Linked DNA regions of Oryctolagus cuniculus: region 1 is linked to region 2. A link is a contact called in public Hi-C data. All regions are on one chromosome and are shown on one strand. The core of a region is the stretch at or near the end of the contact, and the rest is flanking DNA. Distances in the headings are between cores, read along the strand shown.

Region 1 (6,937 bases), core at 1,705-4,204, 320 kb before region 2:
GCTATTGTGAATGGGATTGATCTTAGAAGTTCTTCCTCAGCCATGGCATTGCCTGTGTATACAAAGGCTGTTGATTTTTGTGCATTGATTTTATACCCTGCTACTTTGCCAAACTCTTCTATGAGTTCCAATAGTCTCTTGGTAGAGTTCTTTGGGTCCCCTAAATAAAGAATCATGTCATCTGCAAAGAGGGATAGTTTGAGTTCTTCCTTCCCAATTTGTATCCCTTTAATTTCTTTTTCTTGCCTAATAGCTCTGGCTAGAACCTCCAGAACTATATTGAATAGCAGTGGTGAGAGTGGACATCCCTGTCTGGTCCCAGATCTCAGTGGAAATGCTTCCAACTTTTCCCCATTCAATAGGATGTTGGCTGTGGGTTTTTCATAGATTGCTTTGATTGTATTGAGGAATGTTCCTTCCAAACCCAGTTTGCTTAGAGTTTTCATCATGAACGGGTGTTGTATTTTATCAAATGCTTTCTCGGCATCTATTGAGAGAATCATATGGTTTTTCTTCTGCAGTCTGTTAATGTGGTGTATCACATTGATTGTCTTGCGCACATTAAACCATCCCTGCATACCAGGGATAAATCCCACTTGGTCTGGGTGGATGATCTTTCTGATGTGTTGTTGAATTCTATTGGCGAGAATTTTATTGAGGATTTTTGCATCTATGTTCATCAGGGATATTGGTCTGTAATTCTCTTTCAGTGCTGCATCTTTTCCCGGCTTAGGAATTAAGGTGATGCTGGCTTCATAGAAAGAATTTGGGAGGATTCCCTCTTCTTCAATTGTTCTGAATAGTTTGAGAAGAATTGGAGTTAGTTCTTCTTTAAATGTCTGGTAGAATTCAGCAGTGAATCCATCTGGTCCTGGGCTTTTCTTTGTTGGGAGGGCCTTTATTACTGTTTCAATTTCTGTCTCAGTTATGGGTCTGTTTAGGTTTTCGATGTCTTCCTGGTTCAATTTAGGTAGGTTGCATGTGTCCAGGAATCTATCCATTTCTGATAGGTTTCCCTGTTTGCTGGCATACAAGTCCTTGTAGTAATTTCTGATGATTCTTTTTATTTCTGTGGTGTCTGTTGTTACATTTCCTTTTTCATCTCTGATTTTATTGATTTGGGTCTTTTCTCTTCTTTTTTTAGTTAGTTGGGCCAATGGGGTGTCAATTTTGTTTATTTTTTCAAAAAACCAGCTCCTCGTTTGGCTGATTTTTTGTAATGTTTTTCTTGATTCAATCCTGTTGATTTCTTCTCTGATTTTAATTATTTCTCTTCTCCTACTAGATTTGGGTCTGGTTTGCTGTAGGTTTTCTAGATCCTTGAGGTGAATAGAAAGCTCATCTATTTGGTGCCTTTCCAATTTCTTGATGTAGGCACCTATTGATATAAACTTTCCTCTTAACACTGCTTTTGCTGCGTCCCATAAGTTTTGGTATGTTGTGCTGTTATCCTCATTTACTTCCAGAAAGTTTTTGATTTCTCTTTTGATTTCTTCTATGACCCATTGTTCATTCAGGAGCATGTTGTTCAATCTCCATGTGTTTGCGTATGCTCTAGGGATTCCTGAGTTGTTCATTTCCAACTTCATTCCTTTATGGTCAGCTCAACTTACTTTTCAAGATTAAGCCAATGTTTTACCCCAGAACGGTGCATTGAGGGTTACTGAATCTTACAGAGCTAACTAAATTCCCATTTAGCTTCCCTTCCTTGACAATGGGAGGAGAATTGACTGGTGGGATAGGGCTAACCTTTTCCAGGTCCCTGAACATAAAAGGGTTAAAATACCCCTCCTCAGTGGCTCCCTTTCCTTTTTCTATGCCTCATTCCTTCTGCTCCCAGCTATTCCCAGGTCCTTCACCTCCCTCTCGCCCTCCCCTCTCCACCTCCCCAGTCATCCCCTGGTGAGTGACATAGAACATGGAAAATAAACCCCTGCTCTTCTGGGCTCTGAGCCCAGAATACTCTTCCCCTGATTTCTTCTAGCTAAATCCTGCTGTCCTTCAAGGCCTGCCACAAATCCCTCCTCCACCTCAAGTCTTCCATTATCTCTGCTGGAATGAGTTTTCCCTCCTCCGGCTCACAGAGCACTCAATTATTCATTCGGTTATGGCACTTACTTCCTCTGCCTCATGTTGCAAAAAGCTGTTTACAACCAGTCAGTGTTTCCTACAAGACTGGGAGCAACTCAAAAGCAAGGGTCTGGTTTAGTCATTTCTGATACCCCCACCTGCAGCTTCTACCATGGTACTTTGCAAACCACGGAAACATAGTGGGCATATTGGTCAAGTTGAATTCTTCAAAGAATCCAGCCTTAGAAACTCCAAAAGCACTGGACACTTTGTAAGCCTTCTGAAGCATGAAGTAAAACACTTTGCCTAGAGCAGGAAGGTGTTCATCAAAGCACCATCATCTTCAGGCAGCCTGTGAGCTCACTTGTTTTCCTCCCATTTTTCCTTACAAACAGTCTGCCTCATGTGTTTCCTTTTCTGCTACTAGAGCGCACTGTCAGCAAGCTTTGAGTGTTGATCCAAATATTGATGCAGGAAATGTTGGTCGGCAAGCCTGAGCTTTAGTTCCAGAAGCCTCCTGGGGTTCCAGCACCCTAACAAGTACCTGAGTGCCTGCTTGTCTCAGACGAGCTGGTGTGGCTTTTAGGGTGCCATGGACTGAGCACACGTTCCAGAGATGTAAAGATTCCATGCAAGTTTTGCCCTGCCACTTGGCTTGTCATTCAACCTTCTGCAAACTGTTTAACTTCTCTGAACTTTCATTTCTTCATCTATAAATAGGGACTGGCGAAGCTTGGGCTCATATGAAAAGGCAAATAGAGAAATACTTTCTAGACTCTGGATCTCTGGAAAGTAAGTTTCTACCTTGCATTTCAGACAATTTCATCTGCTTAAGGTGTGAATGTGTCTCTCCCAGGAAGAAAACTGCCAAGGCCCAGTTTGGGGAGAAGCATAAGCAAATACTACTAAGACAGCTGACAAGCTTAACTGCTGTCTCCACTGGGAACTCAGCAAAAACAAAAGTGTTCAATCACTGGAAAACATGTCCTCTTATTAAATAAGTTACTATTTCTTCCTCCTGCCCCTTCTCCAAGGCTCTCTGTCATCATCAGATGGGCTCCGTGGATAGAAACACCAGGCGAAAGGAATCCTGCCTCTGGGTATCTCTGGAGAGACTGCCATGTTGCTGTTGGCTGCCCTGCCAAGGGAATTCTATGAAGTTCAGTTAAGGAAACCCCAGACAATGAGGCTGTGTTACCACCCAGTATTGCTTCACTTGCCATATGCAGACAGGTCTGCAGAGCCAGCAGTCAGCAGCTGTGTTTACAACTTCCCACCAGCCTTCTTAATAAATGAATTCATTCCAGGCCTGTTGTTCACCCTGGGTAGGCTTCTGTGGCACAGGAAGGCCACGGGTTATCCCTGTGGGAGAACCACACAGCATCTGGGCCCTGTTCTTGCTGGAGGCAGTGCAGGGCAAGTGCTGGGAGAGGAGAAAAGGCTGGCTGAGAGGGTACAAAGAAGCCTCATGCACAAGAGCTCACCATGGCCTTCTCCCATGCTACAGACCATAATCAAGTTCAAAGAGGCTCTCGGTTTCAGTTTCCATGACTTCGAATATTTTGGCTCCCAAATTACCAATGCACAGCACATTTCGGACCAAATGCCACAAAAAGTATCCTGAGGATATGAACTAAACTCATGATCACTTCCACTGAATTATGACATTCTCTGAGTTGGAAAATGTCTCATTACCTGATCAGAAAGGTCTGAAGAAGCAGTTACCAGCTCATATAGCAACTCCCAGGGAGAAAAGAAGCCTGCCTTATTTTCTAAGAAATCCTGTTTCATAATAGATTCCATCATTGGGAAACTATAAAATAGGAGCCAGGGGAAAATAACTAGAAAATAGCCTCCATCTTTACAATTTCATTTTCTAAAAACAAAAATGAATATTTGTGTAATTTTAATGGCAAATGAATTATATCCTCAAATCAGGTGGCTCTGTGTGACTTGAGTCAAACAAAAAATCAACGTAACAGAAGAGAATCACTATCAAAATATTAATGAACTCATGGGGACAGCATTGTGGCATAGTGAGTTAAGCCTACACCTGCAACACCAACATCCCCTGTGGGCACTGGTTCAAGTTCTGACTGCTCTACTTCCAATCCAGCTCCCTGCTAGCGCACCTGGGAAAGCGGTGAAGGATGGCTCAAGTGCTTGGACGCTTGCACTCACGGGGGAAACCCAGAGGAAGTTCCTGACTGCTGGTTTTGGGCTGGCCCAGCACCAGCCATCGTGGCTATTTACGGAGTGAACCAGTGGATGGAAGAACTCTCTCTGTTTCTCCCTCTCTTTCACTGTAACTTTGCCTTTCAAATAAATAAAATGAATAAATCTTTTTCAAAATGCTGAATTTTGTATTTAGTGGTGGGTTAAGCTTTTGATTTTAAAGAAAATTGAAACTATATCATTGTAAAAATTAGCAGAAAAATAAGAATGAGGGAGGGTAGAAGTGGAGGGAGGGTTGGAGTGAAGGTAGGGTGAGAAATATCATTATGCTCTTTTTTTTAAAGATTTATTTATTTGAAAGAGTTACACAGAGAGAGGAGAAGCAGAGAGAGAGAGAGAGAGAGAGAGAGAGAGAGAGGTCTTCCATCCACTGGTTCACTCCCCAGATGGCCGCAATGGCCGGAGCTGTGCTGATCCGAAGCCAGGAGCCAGGAGCTTCTTCCAGGTCTCCCACATGGGTGCAGGGGCCCAAGGACTTGGACCATCTTCTACTGCTTTCCCGGGCCCTAGCAGAGAGCTGGACAGGAAGTGGAGCAGCCAGGTCTTGAACCAGCGCCCATATGGGATGCCGGCACTTCAGGCCAGGGTGTTAACCCACTGCGCCACAGCACCGGCCCTCAATATGCTCTTAAAAACTGGATATATGATATCCACAAAGTTTTTTTCTTTTTATAAATAAATATATATAAAAACTAATGATGTCTTAAGAAATTATTGTGATTAGAAAACTTGGTTTTTCACAAGAGACTACGCGTGTCTTTTTTGCAGGCAACACATCTAACAAAGTCTTTGTGACCTTCTCAGAGAGAAAAAATCTGCAATACCAGATGCTTTGTGAGCATGACAGAGCCCAGAGGTCTACATTCTAATTCTAGCTCTACCACCAACCAGGTATAGCCTTTGACCATTCCTATTTCTCTCATCTGTAAATGACAGTACAGGTAAGCATCCTGGTTCCTTTGCTTCCCAGGGCTGGTGATTCCAAAGGTGGAATGGGAAACTGATTTACAACCACAAAGGATGGGTACAAATGATGCAGATGGTAGAATGTTTAAACTGGAGAGGGCAGATGCTACTTTGGTAGAGGTGTGGTTATGTGAGATGAAACTTACTGTGCTGATGTTCGGTTCATCAACATTGCAAAGAAATCCTCGCAGTAAACCCATTTCCTTCTCAGTCCTTCGTGTCCTATCTCAAAATCTGTGTGCACTAGACAAATTAGGTAAGAAGAGAAATAGCTTTCTTTCCAGCAAAGAGCAGCAAGCTTGCCTTTCTAACTAAGCGGAAAATGATTGAGGGAAGGAACACAGATAGCCTTTACGTCTGTGTCTTTTGGTAATGGCTTTCCTACCATCGTGAGCCTCAGTGTGTTCTACGGAAGAAGGATAATGATACTATTTCATAAGGTTGGGGTAAGCATTAATAAGAAAATAAATAACTACAATAGTTCCCTAGGTAGAATAAAACTCTGTAGCTGATAACTGTAATTATTGCCCCAACAATGACCGACACAGTGCTATACCCATGGCAAATGTCCAAAGAACACTGCTACACAGAAGCCAACATACAAAAGGAGCAATATCCTGAATTAAGAACTAAACCATGCAGGTCACGGTATCAACCTAGCCCCTCTGCCTCTTCCTCAGTAAAATGAAAACATTAAATAAATCAGTTTGATGATTAATTTCTGCTATTCTACTCTATTTACTGATGATATTGCATAACACTCCTTTCATTATCCCATAATTTTAAAAAAAGTATGTATAGAAGCAAAAGAAAAAGTAATACTCCCAAGATTGGATTTAAGCAAAAATTGGTTTTCAGTGATCACTTGAATTACTGGTTTGCTACCACTGGAGGGCGTGCGGTGCCTGGTTGTAAAATGCCCTTCTAAGTTTAGTTCTTGCTCACTTCATTTTCAGTCAATTGCTTTAGAACCAAAGAATCAAAGAAACCAGTTCCTTCATTTAAGTTAATCAATGAGGAACTGCATTCCCTGTAGATGGAGCTGACAAAATCAACAGAGAGAAGTCTTAATCTGTCTGATAACGATTTCTGTTACCTTTGTTCCCCCATACTAGTTCCATACAAACCATAATGCCACAAACTCTCTTACCACGATTTTGAGCTCATCTTTTCTTTTCACTCTTGCACATGGCTTCTACAAGTTCCCTTGTCCTTTTTACAAATCTCCAGCAGAAACTGTGTCTTGGTGTTTTGTGATACGGCCCTAGCACACTGAATATGGTGCACAAACAGGCAACATCCTTTCAGTGGATTCTGGAAGTTTCTTTGATATTTTGATCTGGGATGTGAATGGTGCAAAAGGTTTAGGAAATGCCACTTTACAGCAAGCCAGTTTTTCCTGAAACATTAGTATCCAACGACCTCAAAAAAATAGGACTAAGTGGTACAAGGGAAATAAAACGTGGTCCCTCCCTTCTAAGAAGTCTCAATTAGGAAAATTAAACACAGATTGGGAGGGGGAACACAGAGAATGCGAAATTCTAAAGGGACTTTTAAGACAAAATTTTAGAAATATAGATGTGTTCCTTGAAATGTGTGAAATTCTATGTTGAAAACAACTGGGAAGCCACTTGCCAACGAAGAGAGAATGAGTGTTGTGGTCAAC
Region 2 (7,533 bases), core at 4,600-7,099:
ATATCTTTGCCTGTTATAGTCAAGAAGTGGGAGATAGTCTTAGAAAGATCTCAATGAATCACTTACACAGTTCTTACCATTTTACTTAATATTTGTGTAAATAAACAGGAAAGAGACTAATAACCATGATCTTGCCCAATATTCACTACTGATTGATAAGAAAAAATGAAAATAAAAGGATAGGCACAACCAAGAGGAATAGAAACCAAAACTAATAATTGCATGCTGTCAGTACTTTCCACTATTATAACATGACTAAAATAAGAATCTGCGAGGTAGACTGACAGAGGACAAGAAAATGCCTAAACTTGCCTGGATCCACCTACTAATACAAACTTTGATCTTTCCTAAGAGATTAAGCTGTCAAATGTTACCTTACAATTCTAATGTAAAGAGCCAACTGCCTGGACGTTAAATACTTGTGATACCATAACTGGCATAAGCACTTGGTTTGACTGGTAATCATAAAATATTGTTGGATACGGCAAGCCTTAAGGATCACAGAATAAGAGAAATACCAGCACATCGTTGCTCTGAGACAGTGAATTCCCCATTCAATGGAAAGATCCCAATTAAACTGGACAACTGGAGCAGTACGCTGGGTGAATGAGCGATAGATAGACCGATATATATAGAGCGATAGATAGACGGCTATCCTTCACTGAACATGACACAAGGGACCTGATAAGTGCATCAAAACCAAAAATCAAATTAAATAGAAGGAAAACAACTGGCAGTTAGAGCTGTTGACTTCCTTGTTTTCCAGATGAGGAAACTAAAGCCCTTAAAGGGTTAAGCACGTGACTCACTCAAGGTCACTCCTGTGAATTATTGACAGAGCTGGTCTCCATATTCCTGCAGAAGCCTCTTTCCTCTCTGATTTTTAAAGAGAATTCAAATTCAGTGCTTCACTAGTTTATCCAACAAACTATACTTACAGATTTTCATATATTATCTGTGTTTTGATCAAAGTTCACCTGGATATAAAAACTCTGGAAGGATACACACCCTACACAAACTAAATTTGCCCTGAAATTTATGGATAATTCAGAAATGAAAAGATATCAAAACTCTTCTATCAATAAACACTTAATTACCGATTACTGACCTGACCTGCAGGGGGGAAAACACAGCAAATATCTAAAGATACATAAAAATATCCTTACAGACAATACTAGTAAAAGAGAAGGGTATACTGAGAAAACACACCTTAGAGAAGCTGAGATGACGTTTCCAAAAGAAAAAGCAACAGATTCTTGAAAAAAACACCTCAAGGCCTTCCAGGTAATCATCAATCCTATATAAAAAGTTCAATAACCTGCTCCTCTACAGTATACACACACCGTGAAGGTTTGAGAGATTATGACTAATTACGTGTGGAAGTGAGGATGTTGGGTAACTTTTTGTACAGTATCCAAATTACTGAAACAGAGTGATTTTATTTTCCAAGCATTAAGCCATACCCACAGGAAACAAGCAAGGCTATTCTACCCTAGCAAAGCGCCTTAGCTAGTCATGCATTCTGCAACAAGTCTCCATGGCAAATTTCCTAACACACACTTCTAAACACAAAGAAGGACGCCTGCAAGTGAGTGGTAAAAATCCGGCTTGTGTAACTTCAACTGAAAGAAGATTCTGCTTCTCCTGGGATCTTTTAATGAGAGGATCTCAACATTATCATCACCTGTCATCCTAAAATTGCGTGAGAATTAGAAAATCAGAGAACTTCTGAAAGCAAAAGGCAAGCTTAGAGATAATCTAGCGGAATTCAATTGTTTCAGTTTTCAGATAAGGAAATTGTCACACAAACACAAAAGTGGAATGACTTGCCCAAGGCCACACAATTACTCAGTGCCATGGTAAGGACTATCATTAAGGGCTCAGATCCACTACTCTCTTCATGAAGGCACAGAAATAGCTTTTATAATCTTAGAACTAGGCACGAAGGATATCTAGGATGTGAAAATTTGTGCTCCAGGTCTATGGATCTCAACCTTCACAGGTGTATCGTTGGTTACACCAAAGGACAACACACAATCTCCTCCCCATCACCACTGTGACTTCATCTCTTTCTCCCCTAATCTTGGAATATAACTGATTAATGTAACTGGTACCTCTTAACATAGGCATAACTTCAAACCCCTTTGTTAAAATAAATGTTGGAATCCTAGATTTAGTAAGATTACCTTCTAGCACACATCTCAGGGTAAACTGTGAGAAGCCAGTGTATTGTGACATAAGATTGAAAACTGCTGTTCAAAAACATAGATAATTCCTACAGGTGCAGCAAATGGTGTGAATGTGGGAATCCCATCAAGAACACTGAGGATTACATCTGAGTCTGTCCCCAGACTCAGGGAAGGCAGCTTTCAGCAGGTAACAGGCACGGTTAGACTGAACAAGTTTAAACGAGCCTAAAGGAGAAGCAGGTATCCCTCTCTCTGAGGCCTTCTCAAATCTGGACAAAAGGCTGAGTGCTGAGGAGGCTGGATTTGACAGCCCTTCATGGGAATGGTGTCTGAGTTCCAAATCCCAGTTCTGCTCCTCAGTGTAAAGCCTTACGTACTTACTCACTCACTCCAGCTTTGTAAATGCCTGCTGGGTACTAGCTGTGTGGACTCCAAATTGCGTAAAATAAAATCCCTGTTCTCTGTTAGTCCCAGGTATCCAACGTAGGATGGAGAAGTGAAAGTGCTACCAATGAACAAGTCCTTGATGCATAAGGAACTTAGATTAATAATTATAGTTTTGACTTTTTAATTTCTATTTTTATGTTGAATTTTATGGTTAACTAAACACGCTTTGGTGCATATGCTGCAGAAATGAAGACCAGGGAATCAAAAGTTAGGGCTCAGAGAATTAGTTTCTTGGTATCAGTGGCTCACTCACTACAGCTGTGATGGAAGAGCAGCCTGGACGTCCTTGGAAAGAGACTCCAGGTGGTGCCAAGCTATCGTGTAAGATCCACTGGAGTGTGCACACCTGCAGCACCTGCCCCTTCTCAGACACGGCTTGGAGAATCACTACACTAACTGGTTTCCTCATGAGTAAAATACAAGCAGACAGCCCTTGAAAACTCTTAAGCAGGCTGCTCATGGAATTTATACTTTTGAGGGTGAGATGAGGAGTATTAGGATGAAGTAAGGAGTGGCTGGTATGTACTGTCATGCTACCTCTGGGTCACAAATCAAAGAAAACAGCGCATTTGCTCACCACTGCAACTCAGGAAGTGCCGCCTGCCTTGATGCTGGTCTAGGCAATCTCATCTGGACTGGTGTCTATCTGTTCGCAGTAACTTTCGTGAAGCTCAGAGTTGGAGATACAGCACAGCACTCCCTTTCTGAGTTCTCATAGGAAGTTGTCTTGGTGCTCTAGAGGGAGGAGCATGCACTCACAAAAATGTGCTATTTCTTTGCAGTTTTAGGTACTAATATAAAGAAAGCTCTTTTCCTCATATGGCAAGGTAAGTCTGTTTACTAAATTTCAAGGAAGCTGCTAAACAAGGTCTCACTAGTCAAAACACTCAAATCCTGCTTCTCTATTATATGAGAGCCTTGAAAGAGGTTCAGGTAAAGGCACCTCTCTCTCTTGGCACCAATTCCCTAAATGTTTCTAGAAGATTTTGAGGTGGGGGGGCTCTATCTTCTAGTCCCTCACCTCATTGTCACTTAATGACCCTTTGTGAACAAAATGCTCTTTACTGCAAAGCTAACGTGTGTGTGTGTGTGTGTGTGTGTGTGTGAGAGAGAGAGAGAGAGAGAGAGAAAGTTAAAGTTCACCATGCTGAAGGAAAATGGCTTCAAATGCCTAACACCTGAAGGGGGGGACCGAAACAGATTCCAAGGCCACAGGCCTCCATGCTGCCTAAAATGCCACCCGGGGAGGGCAAGCAGAACACCTGGCCACCACCCACCTGGAGCTACAGCCTGGCCTGCATAGAAAGGATTTCTTCACAGGGCTGTTACTGCTTTTAATGAGACTGTCTATTTCTAAGAGGTCCCTTTCGGTAGCAATAAGGGAAAAGGAAATTCCCTTTACCCATGGGCCTCCCTGACTCCCTTCCTCTTGCAAACAGTCCTGTCCCAGCTCCTGATGTAATCGCTGCACTGGCCACACAACACAAGAACAAGAGCACACAAGCCCTGCACTCCCTCACCCTATTCTTCCTCTATCGGCGGCATCTGCCAACACCACCTCCAGCACCTATGTCAGATTCTTTTCGGAGGGAAACCTCTAAGCGCTCAGGTTCCCGTTGGAGGAGGGAGCACTCGAGTGGCCGAGCCTTTTGAGTGACTCCCCGGAACACAAGCAGCTTCAGAGAAGTTTTTGCTGGTTGGGTGCAGCAGAAACCTGGCGCCTGCAGTGCGCGCAGCGGCTGAACACATGCTCCCGGGCTTTCTCTCCCAACACCCTGCACCTGGGGTCAGCATTCCTTCGGACAGGCCTCTCTGGGGACAGGCGTATTTTCACCAGCACAAGCCTGTCATTTCCCCGTTCTTGGCTCCTGGCCTCCCTGCGTGCTCCAGAACCCTGGATCTTTGTGGGTGAGCCCGGGAGTGGAGCCGGGCCGAGGTGCCAGGTCGCACTCCGTGGATGGGGCCAAACTGAAAGGAGACTGGCGCGGACTGCGATGCAGGTGTTTTTTTCTCCACACGTGCCGGAGCCCGGGAGTCCCCAGGTGAGTCCCCAGAAAACGTGCCTCGGTGTGCACTCAGGCCAAGTTCTCGGCGCCCTGGCCCCCCACCAGTGGCGAGACCTACCCTGCTGAGCAGGAACCCGCGAGAGCAGGTTGCCAGGGACAAGCGTCTCCAGATGCCGCCTTGGCCCCAGACACACCTGAGTGTGGGGTGTGTGTGTGTGTGTGTGTGTGTGTGTGTGTGTGTGTGTGTGTGTGTGTGTGTGTGTAGGGGGGCTGACTGAGCCGGAAAAGGCTGGGCAAGAGAGCTGCTCGCGGCTCGCACCGCACCCGCAAAGTTTGGAAAGCACGCACGCAGAACTGGAGAGAGTGGCCAGCACCCCCACACAGGTGGCGGCGCCCCCCAGTCCCTAGGGCGCTGGGGGTTGGCAGACAGGCACGGCCGGCCCGGATCCCGCAGCGGCCCCCGCAAAGCCTCCCTCTCGCGCCCCAGTCGCCCGCACTCACAGCGCTTGGGTGAAGGCGCTGAGCCCCTCGGGCACGGCCGTCAGCCCCTTCCCGGAGCAGTCCACCCGACGGTCGCCGTCGCAGCTGCAGGGCGCCGCGCAGAGAGGCGGCGCCGCGCCGCTGGGCCCGGCCGAGCCGAGCAGCCCCAGGGCGAGGAAGCAGAGCAGCCCCAGCGGGCCCGGCATTGCTGCAGCCGCCTCCCGCGCCGGCCTCTCCCGGGCGCCGCTCGCTCGGCCGCCCTCCGACGCCCCCCCGGCGCTCCCGGGCAGCCGGCCTGCGGGCTGGCGCGGGGGCTCTCTCCCTCGGCAATTCGCGCGGGCTCGGCGCCTTCACCAGCCAGCCGCAGCAGCGCAGGGACGCGGCGCTCCGGAGTTTCGCCCTTCCCGCTGCTCCATGGAAGCGCAGAGGCAGCCCCGCTCCTCTGGCGGCTCAGGCCAGCCCGCCCGGCCCGGCGCAGCTGCGGGGGCCGCGCGCTGCCATCGCACCCGCCTGCTTGCCCCGGCCTTGCCGCTCTTCAAGGTTGCGGAGCGCAGCCTTCAGCCATGCCGGCCCCTCGTCCCAGCCCCCGCCTCGGCTCGCGTACAAACACCCAGACTCTTCTCGCTCTCTCCCCGCCGCGGCTCCAGCTCTTCCCGTCCTTTTCCCTTCTAGGGTTGCACGCTCCGGTTCCCAAGCCCCCGGCCGCTGGGTTATGCAAATCATTTAGGTACATGCAAAACTAACCCTTCTCCCGGAGCGCCATTGGCCCGGGAAGGTCTCGAGCTCATTACTATGCAGGGAGGGGAGCCGCCATTGGCCGAGAGTGGGACCAGAGGGGCGTGTGTCTCGGGCGTGAGTGACAAGGTAGTGGTGGTGGTAGTGGTTGAAGGCAAAAATCCCTGAGTTGGCTCGATTTGCGTGGCAGGTTGTGGATTGAAGGTAGGAAGATCGGAAGACAAGGATTCTGTTCTTTCCCTCCCCCACCTCCTCTTTTTCTTCCCTCTGCAGAAATTAGATCTCTTAAATTGGATGACCTGAAAAGTAGAACTTGCCTGCAGCATTCAGTTAAGTTTCAAATGACTCTCCTCTGTTCCAAAGGGCGAGGACACTGGGAGCTGTGCAAACGGAAAAAAGATTTTGAAGAGGAGGGAAAACGTTTCCCTTCATCTGACACAAAGCTTGGGGGCTTAGTTATACCCTAAATTAAAACACGGCACTTCCCCAGGTTCTTTACACCTATCTCGATGTACACTTGGTAGCCTAAATCTTAGCAACCAATCATCCACGATGCAAAGCAGACTCCTTTAAAATCGTTAAACACGGGAGTGTTGCAAGGGTCAAAGGAGGTGATGTTTCTGAGCAAGGGACAAATTCTCCAGACAACAAAACTGAGCGCTAAGTTTTTACCCTTGAGAAGCCGGTGACAACCTTGTTGTTCGGTAATTATCAGAGGTCTCTGCTTTGTTGGACCTTGAGTCCTGGTGGCCCACCAAACACAGAGTCATTATCTCTCCCAAATATTGCTTTATGGGGTCCTCTTTTCCTGTGTTCTGCTATGCCTTTGAGTAGCATTTCCTATATTGTAGACATGTTTTATGAACACGGCAAGAAAAGTTTTAAAATGTCACTCTCCTAGACAGTCATCTGGTGAGGCAGACCTAGGAGTTTAAAGAGAACTATTTCCATCACCAGCATATTCAGGAGTTTACCTTAAAAATAATGTGAGGTTGGGCACATGACTACTGTAAGTTTATAGAGAGTCAAGATAGAAAGTCAATAGATGAAGACATGCCTTCACTTCCAGTTTCTTCTGAAAGAGAACTTGAAGGCAGGTGGACAACACTCTGGTTCCACAGATAAGAGATCTGGGCTCTCAGATAGTGTGCTCTGCCTACGATTATCACAGAACAACTGGGTGCCCTGCTCCTTATCTGGGAGCATTCCTTATACCGGCTTCCACTAAGTCATTTCTATTAGTTCCTAGCAAATTTCATGGGTGAGTGAAGTGAGGAGACAAAGTTAGTTTCTCTCTAACTGATGCTGTTAAGATCTTTCTTTTTGAACACTGAAAGACGACAGTTTCGCTTGCTATGTATATCACTCTCTTCTGCTGTCTGACAAGTATAAACTGTAGTAAGTAATTATGCATCTTCCAAATAATTCATTTCTTTCAAGGTATGAGCATAAGAAACTCATGTAAAGCTTGATCTAAGATACAGATTGATTTGGTAGGCCTGCCTAAGAGCCAGGAATCAACATTTTGCTGCACATCAACTGAGAAGGATATAGGAGGCTCATGAGCCACACGTGAAGAACTTTATTCTTTGCTTTCAAGGAATAAAATCTTATAGCTGGCAACTTAAGTAAAGAAGAGATTCAGATTTTGAAGAAAGGAGAAATCTAAATTTTGT

Evidence for each region. Hi-C and Micro-C count contacts between places; a contact is called where the count stands out from the background.
Region 1: a contact with region 2 is called in a Hi-C map of liver, with 9 times the contacts expected there. The contact joins the enhancer-like site here to the promoter of LGR4 in region 2. A contact is called at or near these places in 5 of 6 Hi-C or Micro-C datasets (embryonic fibroblasts, liver, psoas muscle and 2 more).

The regions. Positions count from the first base shown.
Region 1 is chr1:39,222,293-39,229,229 of mOryCun1.1, reverse strand. No RefSeq gene overlaps it. Among named protein-coding and RNA genes, the nearest start is that of BBOX1, 140 kb to the left of the region's middle. Within about 2 kb of position 2,954, at least 1 of the 8 cell types and tissues checked has an H3K27ac peak or open chromatin away from gene starts, as enhancers often do.
Region 2 is chr1:38,906,690-38,914,222 of mOryCun1.1, reverse strand. LGR4 (leucine rich repeat containing G protein-coupled receptor 4) reads right to left here and starts at 5,849. Exons shown (of 17, transcript XM_017345627.3): 1 at 5,144-5,849. The coding sequence starts at 5,328. It also overlaps a transcript of LOC103351120 not described here.